Linked DNA regions of Hermetia illucens: region 1 is linked to region 2. A link is a contact called in public Hi-C data. All regions are on one chromosome and are shown on one strand. Each heading gives the region's core, a stretch centred on a gene start, on an enhancer-like site or on the middle of the called end of the contact. The rest is flanking DNA. Distances are from core to core; before and after follow the strand shown.

The links. Hi-C and Micro-C count contacts between places; a contact is called where the count stands out from the background.
Region 1: a contact with region 2 is called in a Hi-C map of whole body, with 4 times the contacts expected there. The contact joins the promoter of LOC119649928 here to the promoter of LOC119648346 in region 2. A contact is called at or near these places in 2 of 2 Hi-C or Micro-C datasets (an unstated tissue and whole body).

What each region holds. Positions count from the first base shown.
Region 1 is chr2:125,700,531-125,705,745 of iHerIll2.2.curated.20191125, reverse strand. LOC119649928 (proteasome subunit beta type-4) reads right to left here and starts at 2,163. Exons shown (of 3, transcript XM_038052347.1): 1 at 1,900-2,163; 2 at 1,273-1,771; 3 at 1,001-1,217. The coding sequence starts at 2,033. The coding sequence ends at 1,065.
Region 2 is chr2:125,496,660-125,502,425 of iHerIll2.2.curated.20191125, reverse strand. LOC119648346 (DDB1- and CUL4-associated factor 8) reads right to left here and starts at 2,116. Exons shown (of 9, transcript XM_038050042.1): 1 at 1,869-2,116; 2 at 1,531-1,677. The coding sequence starts at 1,625.

The sequences.
Region 1 (5,215 bases), core at 914-3,413, 200 kb before region 2:
CATCACCTATGGCATTTCAATCAATTTTCTTGCAACTTCGCCATTTTGATCTTTTCAAACCCTTGATCGCCATTCATCTTTCAGTGGCAGAACTGCCATTATGATCAGTAATTTTTCGATATCAGAGTTCTTCCTGCGTCTCGACTTTGCTCCTTTAGATTAATAATCTATGCTAATTCTGCATAATTTATCCGATCTCTTGCTCGGTGTTTATTGCTTCTACACTTTTATTGAAGTGGGTTTGTTCGGCATTTATATACGCACTTTCTGTTAGTTTCACCTTCTGTAACTCCTGGCGACCTGGATCTTCTCTTTCTCCTCCATTTACCTTCAATGCCTTTGAGTGCCAATAGCCTTAAAGTCTGTTCTATACAGAGAATTGGTTATTTTTGCATTCTAAGTTACGTTCTTCAGTGTTTGGCCCGACATATTTCCGTGGCGGCTCTCAAAGATACTGTGCTCGAAGAGGTCTCAATGAAAGTTTCCTGTGGTGAAATAATAGTCGCTTATTTTGTTTCTAGATCTTGAATGCCGTTCACAAAAGGCTCAATTTTTCATCGTTTAGTGTAGTCTGCTGAGTACTAGCCCTTTTGATATGTGCCAACCTTCTCCTGCCGAGTCATGTATGAATCGCCAACTCTTTAGCTCAATTTGGAAGATTTATTTTCTATCCATATTTTCGTTGGTACTTCCATGACCGTTGTATGATTAACAATACTTCAGTGTCACATCAGCGATTTGGTGTCGTAGCGGTTTGAACATAGAAAACGGCACTGTTTCACTATACATTGGGAGTTTGAACTTTAGTCCCAGATTCTCCCTCATTACAGCAGCAGGGTGTCCTCACTTATTTTCTAGCTTTTTAAATTTAGTTCTCGGTTCGGATCTTTCTGCCTTATAGATATTTGGGCTGCTTCGTTTTGACGCGACTTTATAGAATCAATTAGCGTTTTCAGTCCAGCAATTCTTATAAATACAAATTAGAAATTAAATACTGAAATACTCTCCATACTTATAAGCATTTATTTCGTTAATCAAATACAAAAAATAGAATATTTTCGATCTCAATAACCCTCGACCGATTTCGCCAATTCCCAATTTTGAGAAACCTTGAATGGTCCTAATATTTCCGCCTTTTCTTTTGTGCATACTGAAATCGTGAAGTTCGGCGAGGCACGGCAGTCCCGATAGAAGAGCACCTCCATGCATTTCTTCACCTAAAATTATTGAATTTTTAGGATTGTTTTCCGGTTTTCATGAGAAAGATGTTACCAAAGCTATCGCCTCATCCCTGCCAATGGGTTTTCCTGTTTCGGTCCTTTCTCTTAACAATGGCAACGCCAAATGCTTTCCGAATCCAGTCGCTATTACATCGTCTTGATATGACCGTCCTCGCAGATCAACATGTCCCAAGAATGGGACGCCGTCTTCCACTCCACCCACCACAATGTCAACCCACAATGGCTCGAATTTACTTCTTTTTGTGTAGAGAATGCGTGTCAGCCAGTTATATAGCGATTTAGGTTTCATTTCATATTCGTCGGCGTAACACATATCGTCGATGATCTTTTGGTCGATGTAGCGCTTGATGCACTGGAAATCTGCAAAGTCACCACCAGCGCCGACAACGGTCTTGTTATTTATATTGAAAACACGCTGCACATCCTGGAATCGCGCCATTGAGCCATATGAAACCAAATTATCAGCAGCTATGACGACACCACCATCGAATTTTAGTCCCACTACGGAGGTTCCAGTTGTTATTGGTTGCCTGCGGGAATTGAGGTTAAGTTTTTGTTTTTTATCCGGTGAATAAGCATTTTCGAAAATCGTAGTCGATGCAATTAACAAAAGCTGAATCACTGAAACTCTAAGTTATTACAGAATAAATACACGTACGATGCTCGTTGAACGCCGTAATCCTTTTTCGGCTGACTAGCGGGTCCATTGTGTCCTGGGAAGTTGTACAATCCTCCTGGGATTGGACCATTATGCCAAAGAGGCGAAGCGAATCCATTGTTAAAGGGCAACATTACTTAGAATTCTATCAAATTGGAATTATTTGAAAGCGAAAAACTGAATCTACTTCTTTGACAATGGGATCAAATTTTGCAAGTCGTCCCCACAACACTTTGCTGTCAGTTTGACACCCAACGAAATATTTGTTGCCTGGGGGATTGGTTGTTGATGATATCGAGTTCGTTCAATGAAACAAATAATTATAAAAACCGGAAGCAGTAATCAAATATTTGTAACGGCTGTACTGGGATAATTACAGTTTTCGTAGCGCCGCAGTGTGGGGATGATTGATTTTGATAAAATGAATCAAAATAACATTAAAATGATAAATAAAATGTTTTGATATATATCTTGCTCAGTTTTCGAAATACCGAAGTTTGATGTTTTTGATATTCCTTACATTTGTTAAGATGCAGAAGAACAGGTAACCTGGTTTTATTCTCAAAATGCACTATGGGAAAGTATTATCGTATTCCTACATGCCAAATGGTGAATCATTCGGTCGCCACAATCGGAAAATTTATTGATTCCATACTTGTTCTCGGCAATTTCAAAAACTACTAAAACAAATTATCTAATCGGGTTATTTATTCTTCTAAATTGCCCTATAATCCTCTAATTTTGACTGGATGAGGAAGGGATCTAAAGCGAAAATCTGAGGTGAAAATTGAGTGTGCGCCTTATTATTTCGTTTTGAAAGAAAGAAAATTTTCTTAACTTAGAATCTAGTTTAGTATAATAGGTTTTTCAATAAGTTTTGCGGTTCGATAAGAAAAACACAATTTTATGATTTGAAATACACTTTATTATTCAGTATAGACACCGTGAACATCAATACGCTTGTTCCAACGAGATTCCAATTGATGAATTGCGTCCCTGAAGTGGGAACCTGAAAGGGCTAAAAAATACGCTTCCACAGCTGTTATGACCTCATCATTTGATGAAAAACGCTTTCCACGCATGAATTTTTTAGGTCTGGAAACAGATCGAAGTGGCTAGGGGCCAAATCTGGTGAATACGTCGCATGCTCCAATAATTCGAACTACAATTCATGGATTTTAGCTATTGTCAAAATGCTTTTGTGACACGGTGAATTGTCCTGACGAAAAAGATTTTTTTCTTCTGCAAATCTTTCCTTTTTCACGAATTTTTTCTTTCAGCAGGTTTAAAAGGTTACAACAATATTCAGAATTTATTCTTTACAAGTTCGTAAGCAATTTGTAAACGAAATTCCTTTCGCATCCCAAAAAGCTGATGAGAACACCTTTTTGGCCGATTTCAGGATACGAACTCGATTCGGAGCTGAAGAACCAGTTTCACTCCACTCTTTGCCTCTTGTTTTGATTCAGGATCATGATGATAGACCCTCTCTCATGCATAGTCATGAATTGACTCACAAAATCCACTTTATCCTATTAAAAATGCTCTAAATGTTGCCGAGAAAATCGAATTCGAGTGTGTTTTTGCTCCATTGTTAGCGAATGCGGTACCCATTGTGCACAGAGCTTTCTGAAACCTAATAGTTAGTCAAAATTTTGCTTACACTCCTTTTAGTCACTCGACGATTTTCCAATACGATATCCTGTATTTTTCCTACGATTTCTGGTTTTTGTTGCTGCTTTCGGACGTCCTTGACGTGGATCGCCTTCAAGGCTTGTACGACTACGTTTAAATTCAGAAACCCATCCTTCTACTGTACTAATCGAATGCGAAAAGTCCTTATACTCTTTCAACATTCGTTCGCTTTTAAACTTTTCGAAAATAAAAATTCAATCATTACACGCCTATACTAAAAAGCTTATAAACAAAGAATGGATTGACAGACTGAAATGAAATTTTATATACGTTCATATGAAGAGTGCACCAACACAAAAAAAAAAAAAAAAATGGGGCTAGTGGCAACGCGCTCTCTTATCGAACCGCAAAACTTATTGAACAGCCTAGTATATACCTGATATTTTGATAGTTTGGAAAAGTGAGAAATACCAGAAGGAGATAATTTAAGGACCAGTGTCCGGTTAAAAGACCTAATAGAGTTTCATGTATTTCCATCCCATAATTTAAAAGCTAAGTTTGACCTCAAACGCCATCTTTAAAAGGTCCAAATTCATTAAATTTGCTGCTTCAGTTAGATATTGGGCACCATTTGTAGTGAACTTGGACATTTGGGGGTGATCAAACGTCCATTCCGAGTTGATTATCGTCAATAGTAAGGGATCGGAAGAATCTTACCCGGATTTCCGAACTAACTAGCGTAGTGGCTTACAAGCGAAAGTTCATGGATACTTTATCGGAGTGGCGTGTTCATTTTCCAAAGTGAGGTGCAGCATTACTAATAATGTTGGTTCTACCGGAAACTTTTGTACCTTTTTAAGGTTTTGTGTAAACACAAAACCTTATTAAAATCGGTTTACTGTCTGTTTGTCTGTCTGTCTGTCTGTCCGTCTGTCTGTCTGTCTGTCTGTCTGTCCGTCACACGCATTTTTCTCGGAGACGGTTGCAGCGATTGACACCAAATTTGGTGGAAAGCTGGGAACTGTGAACGCTCACGCATACAGTGAATTACATCCTTTTACAACGAATTTAAGGGGGGGTCCCCATACATGTAAAAGGGGGGTGTAAATTTTTTTTTCATCAAATATAGTCATGTGGGGTATCAAATTAAAGGTCTCGATCAGTACTTTTCGAAGCTGGTCTTAGTTTTCACATTTGTTGGAAAGGTGGGGAGTGCGGGTGGTTGAGAGTGACCATTCCTTTACGGGGGCCATTCTCAGAAACTACCCAACCGAAAAATCTGAAAAAAATCAAGAGGCTGCCACTATATGGTGCCTGGGCTTCGAAATACCTTCCATACTGATATCTGCATAAATAAAGTTAATAATAGTATATTACTATAATTTTTAGTAATTCGCTGCGGAACCCCCTTAAATTCATGCTAGGAGCACGAAATTTCGCAACAATATAGGATATAGAGCATGATCTTACCAAGTTTGGTAGAAATCGCACTATTACTAACAAAGTTATAATACGTCCAAGTTGTCGCTTCTTTGCAAATTCAAGACTATGAATGTCAATATCATCCGAAAGTGGATATTCCCACATAATATATGCATATATTATGTGCTACGTACTAAGAAATACACAAAACCTTTCGTACCTGAAGCGTCCAGCTTCCGGTTTCCCGACTTGTTTTGTA
Region 2 (5,766 bases), core at 867-3,366:
GCATAAGTGGAAGAACAGTTCTGCACAAACTGCAAGGGTTGCTACGAACAGTTGCAGTTCGTGCCATCAAGCCAAGCGAGTTTGGCCCGCTTGAGCGCATTGATGGCATAGATGAATTCCCTTGTTTGGATTCCCAGTAATAGGAACATAGAGAAGAAAGCGGAAACCGACGGATTGAACACTAAGGGATATACTTCTGACAGTATACCGGTAGGCGCAGTCGACCTCCCGGTGGCGACTGCGGAGGCTACCCGCATTACCTAACAGTCCCCGAATCCAGATGACCCGACGAGTGCGAATGAGTACAGGATTACCGTGGTATGCAAGGGGCAGACCTGCGGGGGCCCCTACAATTCCCATTGTAGGACAGACAAACCTTCCGACTGCGGACACCAAGTAAAATTTTTTTGGGGAGCTCATCGTAGGGCTTGTCCTTCGTAAAGGCTACGGCTGGCTGTGAAGATCTGAGCCGGCTAGATAGAATGGAATGTGGCATTAAAACGAAGCCGCATAGCGCTAATTGGGCTCTCGTGGTGGCCACATGACCTTTCTATGTTTAAAGGAGTAGTCCGTATCCGTAAGTTATGGTAACTTGATATTTCATCCGTAAGTGGTGAGACCGTGGAGATAAAACTATGGTGATGGGTTCCTTCCATTATCATTTTAGATGAGGAGCCTGATCATGTAATTTATCTATAAATATTTTGGAAAATTTTTGCTTCTCTGAGCAGCGCCATGATATATTCTTGCCTGGCACCGTAGGGGTTACGATGGACTTCTCGAGATTTCTTGCTGTGCCGGAAATTAAGTGCACCACACCTTCAGTCTTCATTTTCGTAAGTCATCCTTGAACGGTTTCCTCGATACGAATTAGCGAAAATGTCTCCTTAAAAATTCATAGGAACAACAGCTCTAGCGATGCGACCATGGTATACAGCGTTAAAAGTAAAACTATTCCGGGACACCGTCATCGATAAATATATTTTGATGCAGTACGCAATGATTAACCTTTTAGTGCACAACTTTTTTAAAAATCCGGTTGAAAATAACTACTTATCCATGAATGTTACGATTTTGATTACAATTTTTATTGCTTTCCTTTCATGGGGAAGAATGTCCTAGAATCGACGATAGATGCATCGAAACCAGTAGCTTTTAAAATAGCTTTAATAAAAAGGAATTGCCTATTCGATTCGGCGACACAACAGAACCGCTTCCTTTTCAAAACATTGCACCAAGCACCAACAAGCCAGTTGGCTTATCTCCCCGATTACAAGCAAAAATCCATCTGGGATTTGCTGTTCGCTATCTCAGCTAACGCTGTTAGAAAAATATAAACATGTACACAGATTCGAAAATAAATAGGCCCGACGTAAGGTGATAGAGACTCATTTAGCCTGCAATAATCGCCAAACTTCGTGCGGCAACCGTCATCAAAGAAAATTGCGTCGCAAGCAGAACTGCAGCCGACCCTAAACCAATTAGGCCCCAATTCGGGAAGCAGACGTGCTAGCAAAAAATCCACTTTACCTCTCCTTATCCTTCTCGTCCGCTACACAATCCATTTTACTTGGTTTGCTGGCATTATCGCCGCTGGCACCGTCGACATTTGATTCGGCCTCCATTGCTCTGCTGTTATCGTTTCTCCGCCTCTAGCTCGGACAAATATGGAGGAATCTATTTTAGAAAAATATTTCGAATCAATTGTAGTCTCTGACGTTATGCGCGGTGATATTGAAATGGAAGTGACGCACGACAATGATATAAAACTTTGAGATATTAACGATTTCCAACTCCAGAAAAAGACTTTGAAGCGATTTTCCGTGCTCGTTGGCAGATTCTACTTTGACATATTTTCCTCAGTTTACCTGTCACTCCGAAGACTGCACTCCACGATTATGGGGAAAATTCCTGAGTAAATTTCCAATTGAAATTCAGAAAAACATTTTGTAGAAACAACGCTGCCGCCGCGCGAACTGCTAATCAGTCATTGTGCAAGCAGATATTGCATTTCGGGTAAAAATTTCAAAATGATTGGGATGAATTTTGCTGCACTTTACGGGAAAACACAATTTTTACACAACCGGTTGACAGTTATCAGCCGCTGTTTGTAGAGCCGAAGGCCACCAACAGCTGATTGGTGTGCGTTCAATACAGCTGAGTGCACCGGAAAAGGTATCGATAAGGCAGTACACGTGCTGCAAGACGTTGATGGAATGGTCGGAAAAGGTCATTTCCGGTGGAAGGCCTAATAACGTTTTATTAACGATGTAAGGCAAAAACGTCATGAAAAGATAAAGAAGTTCAAAAGTAACGTTAAGAATTGCACAGAATGTTTAGCATAGGTGACTTACAGTACTTTATAAAGATTTACCATGTCAAGTAGAGATTCAAATTAGACGCAACATTATCTCAAATATTCAAACAAAGTAACAAAACGTCTAAACGTGGTGTTTCCAACAATAATTTTCAAAATCAGTAGACACTCCAACTCAGCCAGTTTTGAGTTTGATTTTTTTGAAAGCTTATTAAAGTCGCATCGAGGACGGGAGTTTTACCAACAAGTTAGCGGAATGAGTCCATATACACCTCGATGTTTGTCCTGTCGAGGTAAAGCAAAAAATCTGATTTCCGACCGACAGGTAAGTTAAGTGCTTTGATGAATTGCTCGACAAAGAGAATAATAATAATAATAATCGTTGGCGCAACAATCCATATTGGATCAGGGCCTTGAAGTGTGTTAGAGCACTTTATTCAAGACCGTAACGGTACACTACAGTATACTGTAGGAGGCAATGTGGTCAGCATTGCGCTCGCCCGAGATTATTACCCTGATTTGACTCAGGTACTCATTCACAGCTGAGTCGACTGGTATCCGACGTCAAATCACGATACAAATTCCACTGCCACCAGTGAGATTTGAACCGCGACTTTCCGTATGACAGCCTAGTGCTCTAACCACTGAGCTATCCGGACAAAGAGAATGCCGTCGGATTAGCTGATCACTCCGGGAGTTCTAGCGATTTCGAAAAAGCTTTCCATAGTGTGAACAGGGAGTGCGACTGGAGCGCTCTACGCACGAGGGCAAGTGCAGCGAAGATTTAAACTCCGCAGACTGTTCCATGCGATTACTGCACAATGATCTGGAGCAGAAACCAAAGTGCCCTCTGTCCATCAGGCTTTCGAGATGTCCTTTGATGTATTCCAGGATTATTTTGGCTATTATCTGTGCGACGGCAAGGAGCATACAGACCGCCCCCCTTCTCCCCAGTTGTCACATTCAAAATGGGTGCCCTTCTTTGGAATTTTAACGATCATCCCCTCACACGCTAAGCAACATCCGAAGAAAAGCACGAATTGTGAAACCCTTCAGCGACGTGGCGCTGGCGGATGGCAATTTCGCTAGCGGCAAACTAGCGCCGGAGGTGTGGACCAGTGTTGAGGCGAGGCTGTCGGAGATGGTCATTGAGCATCTCCTGGACATCGAAGACAAACACACGGAATTCATCTCCTGCTTTGATTCCTCGCAGGTGGTCCGTGGGTTTTGCGCCATAGCTTGCGAGGACCAATTCTCTATGGAATTTCTCGGTTCGTGCGTAGCGAAGATCAGCAACGCCTGGGAGGGCGTAAAGCTCAATGTTATCCTTCCGACGAGATTCCCAGGAGACCGGACGATCGACGGTCCAACGGGGACTGACGAACTCCCCACGCAAGCGGATCATGTTGAGGGTAACGCAGATAAATCTGCAGCACTCAAAGTGAGCCTCTGTTAATCTGTTTGTCTTCCTCCTAGAGGAAGACGTCGACATCGCACTAATACAGGAGCCCTGGGTCGGAGGTGGCCGAATCATCAAAGGGCTCCAAAGCAAATATTTTAATTTATTCCACAGCACAGGAGACGCTGATCAGGACATACCAAGAGCATTTATTCTCGCGAGGAGACCTAGTCGTGGTCAAGTTGGAACAGGCGGGGGCAGAGAACGTGTATATTTCCTCGGCTTACATGGTTCACAACCGATCAGCTCCGCCAGAAGAACTACGACATTTAACGAACACCATAGCAACAAAGAAGGCCAACCTGTTGATAGGCTGCGACGCCCATGCAAGGCATACGTTTTGGGGCAGCTCGGAAATAACCGACAGAGGTGAGTCATCCTGTGATTTTATTATTACTTTGAACCTATCGGTGTGTAACAGGGGTAGTACACCAACCTTCCATTTCCCCAGCTCGAAGAACTTTGACGATTGGGCGGAGGTCCTTGATATCACCCTAATAACCGACAATGGGATTCTTAGGGTAGAGGACGGGAGAGTGTCTGACCAGTGATCTCCGATCACAACTGGATACTCTTCAGTTTGGGTCTCGCCGCAGAGGTCTCCAAACCGTTCAGAGACCCCAGGAGGATCGACTGGAGAAAATTTGGTCAAATAATTAAGAACAAACTCTCCGGTGGGCAATTGGCAAGATTGGCGAATTGGAGTTAAAGGGTGGGGGCTCTAGAAAAGACATTCGATACCGCCTTTAAAGTCTCGTGCCTTACTAAGTACAGCAAAAAGACACTGCCACCGTGGTGGAATGAAGACCTCTCCAGTCTCAGGAAGCTGACCCGAGAAATTTTGAACATCTTCTACAGGCATAAATATTGGCAGCCATACAAGAACTGCCTGAAGAAGTACAAGTCGGCCGCCAGGACCGCCAAGAGACGGTGTTGGTTGGACTATTGTCAGAACATATAAAACACCAGTGAATCCGCGAGGCTCAGTAAGATTCTATCTATAAGAGCCCATTTTTTCTTAAAATGTCGATAGGTTCCTGGACGGAAACTTCTAGTGAAACCTTGGAGCTGCTGGTTCAAACGCACTTTCCCGCAAGCGAGGAGGACTATGAGTCAGAACCTTGCTTCGAGGGTTTGCTGCCACCCCAGCTGTGCGAGACTATAATTACCGAGGATAAGATCGGCTGGGCTATAAACAGCTTCTCCGCCTATAAATCTGCAGGCCCAGATGGCATAATGCCACTCATGCTTCAGAAGAAGCAGGAAAGGGTTGTGCCGTGGTTTGTCGAGATTTACCGGAGCTGCGTCTCTTTAGGATACCAACCACAGTCCTCGAGACGCGCACGCATGATTTTCATACCGAAAGGGGGCAGGCGTGGAGATGAGTCCGCGAAGGACTTTCGACCAATTAACCTGACCTCTTTCGTGCTGAAGACCCTTGAGCGCGTCCTGGACATCCACTTAAGGACGATTATGGAGAGAACGCCTTTCTCGAAGTCCCAGCATGCCTACCTCAAAGGAAAATCCACCGAAACCGCCCTCCACGAGATAATTGGCACGGTTGAACGGTCGCTGCAGTACAAGAAGTATACCCTAGCTGCCTTTTTGGATATAGAGGGAGTTTTCAACAACGTTAGTACCAGCGCCATCAAGTAAGCCTTGACCAGTATCGGATTATAGCCATGCTAATTACCAGGATAACCCAGTCGGATCTAGAAGGCAACCACTTCATTAGAGCTGTGAACAGAGGCACTCCCCCGCTATAATTAATAGTAATGGTCGAAATTTCACGAACATTGGACAGCAGCGGGGTGAAGGTGGTGGTGTATGCCGACGACTTGGCGATATTAGTGTCAGGGACGTTTCCGTCCATTATGAGCGACATCATGGGAGGAGCGTTGCGAAAGTTGTGCCTGTGGGCCGCTAGATGCGGACTCAGTATAAACCCAACCAAAACGGAACTGATGCTATTCACCGCCAGGTGCCACCT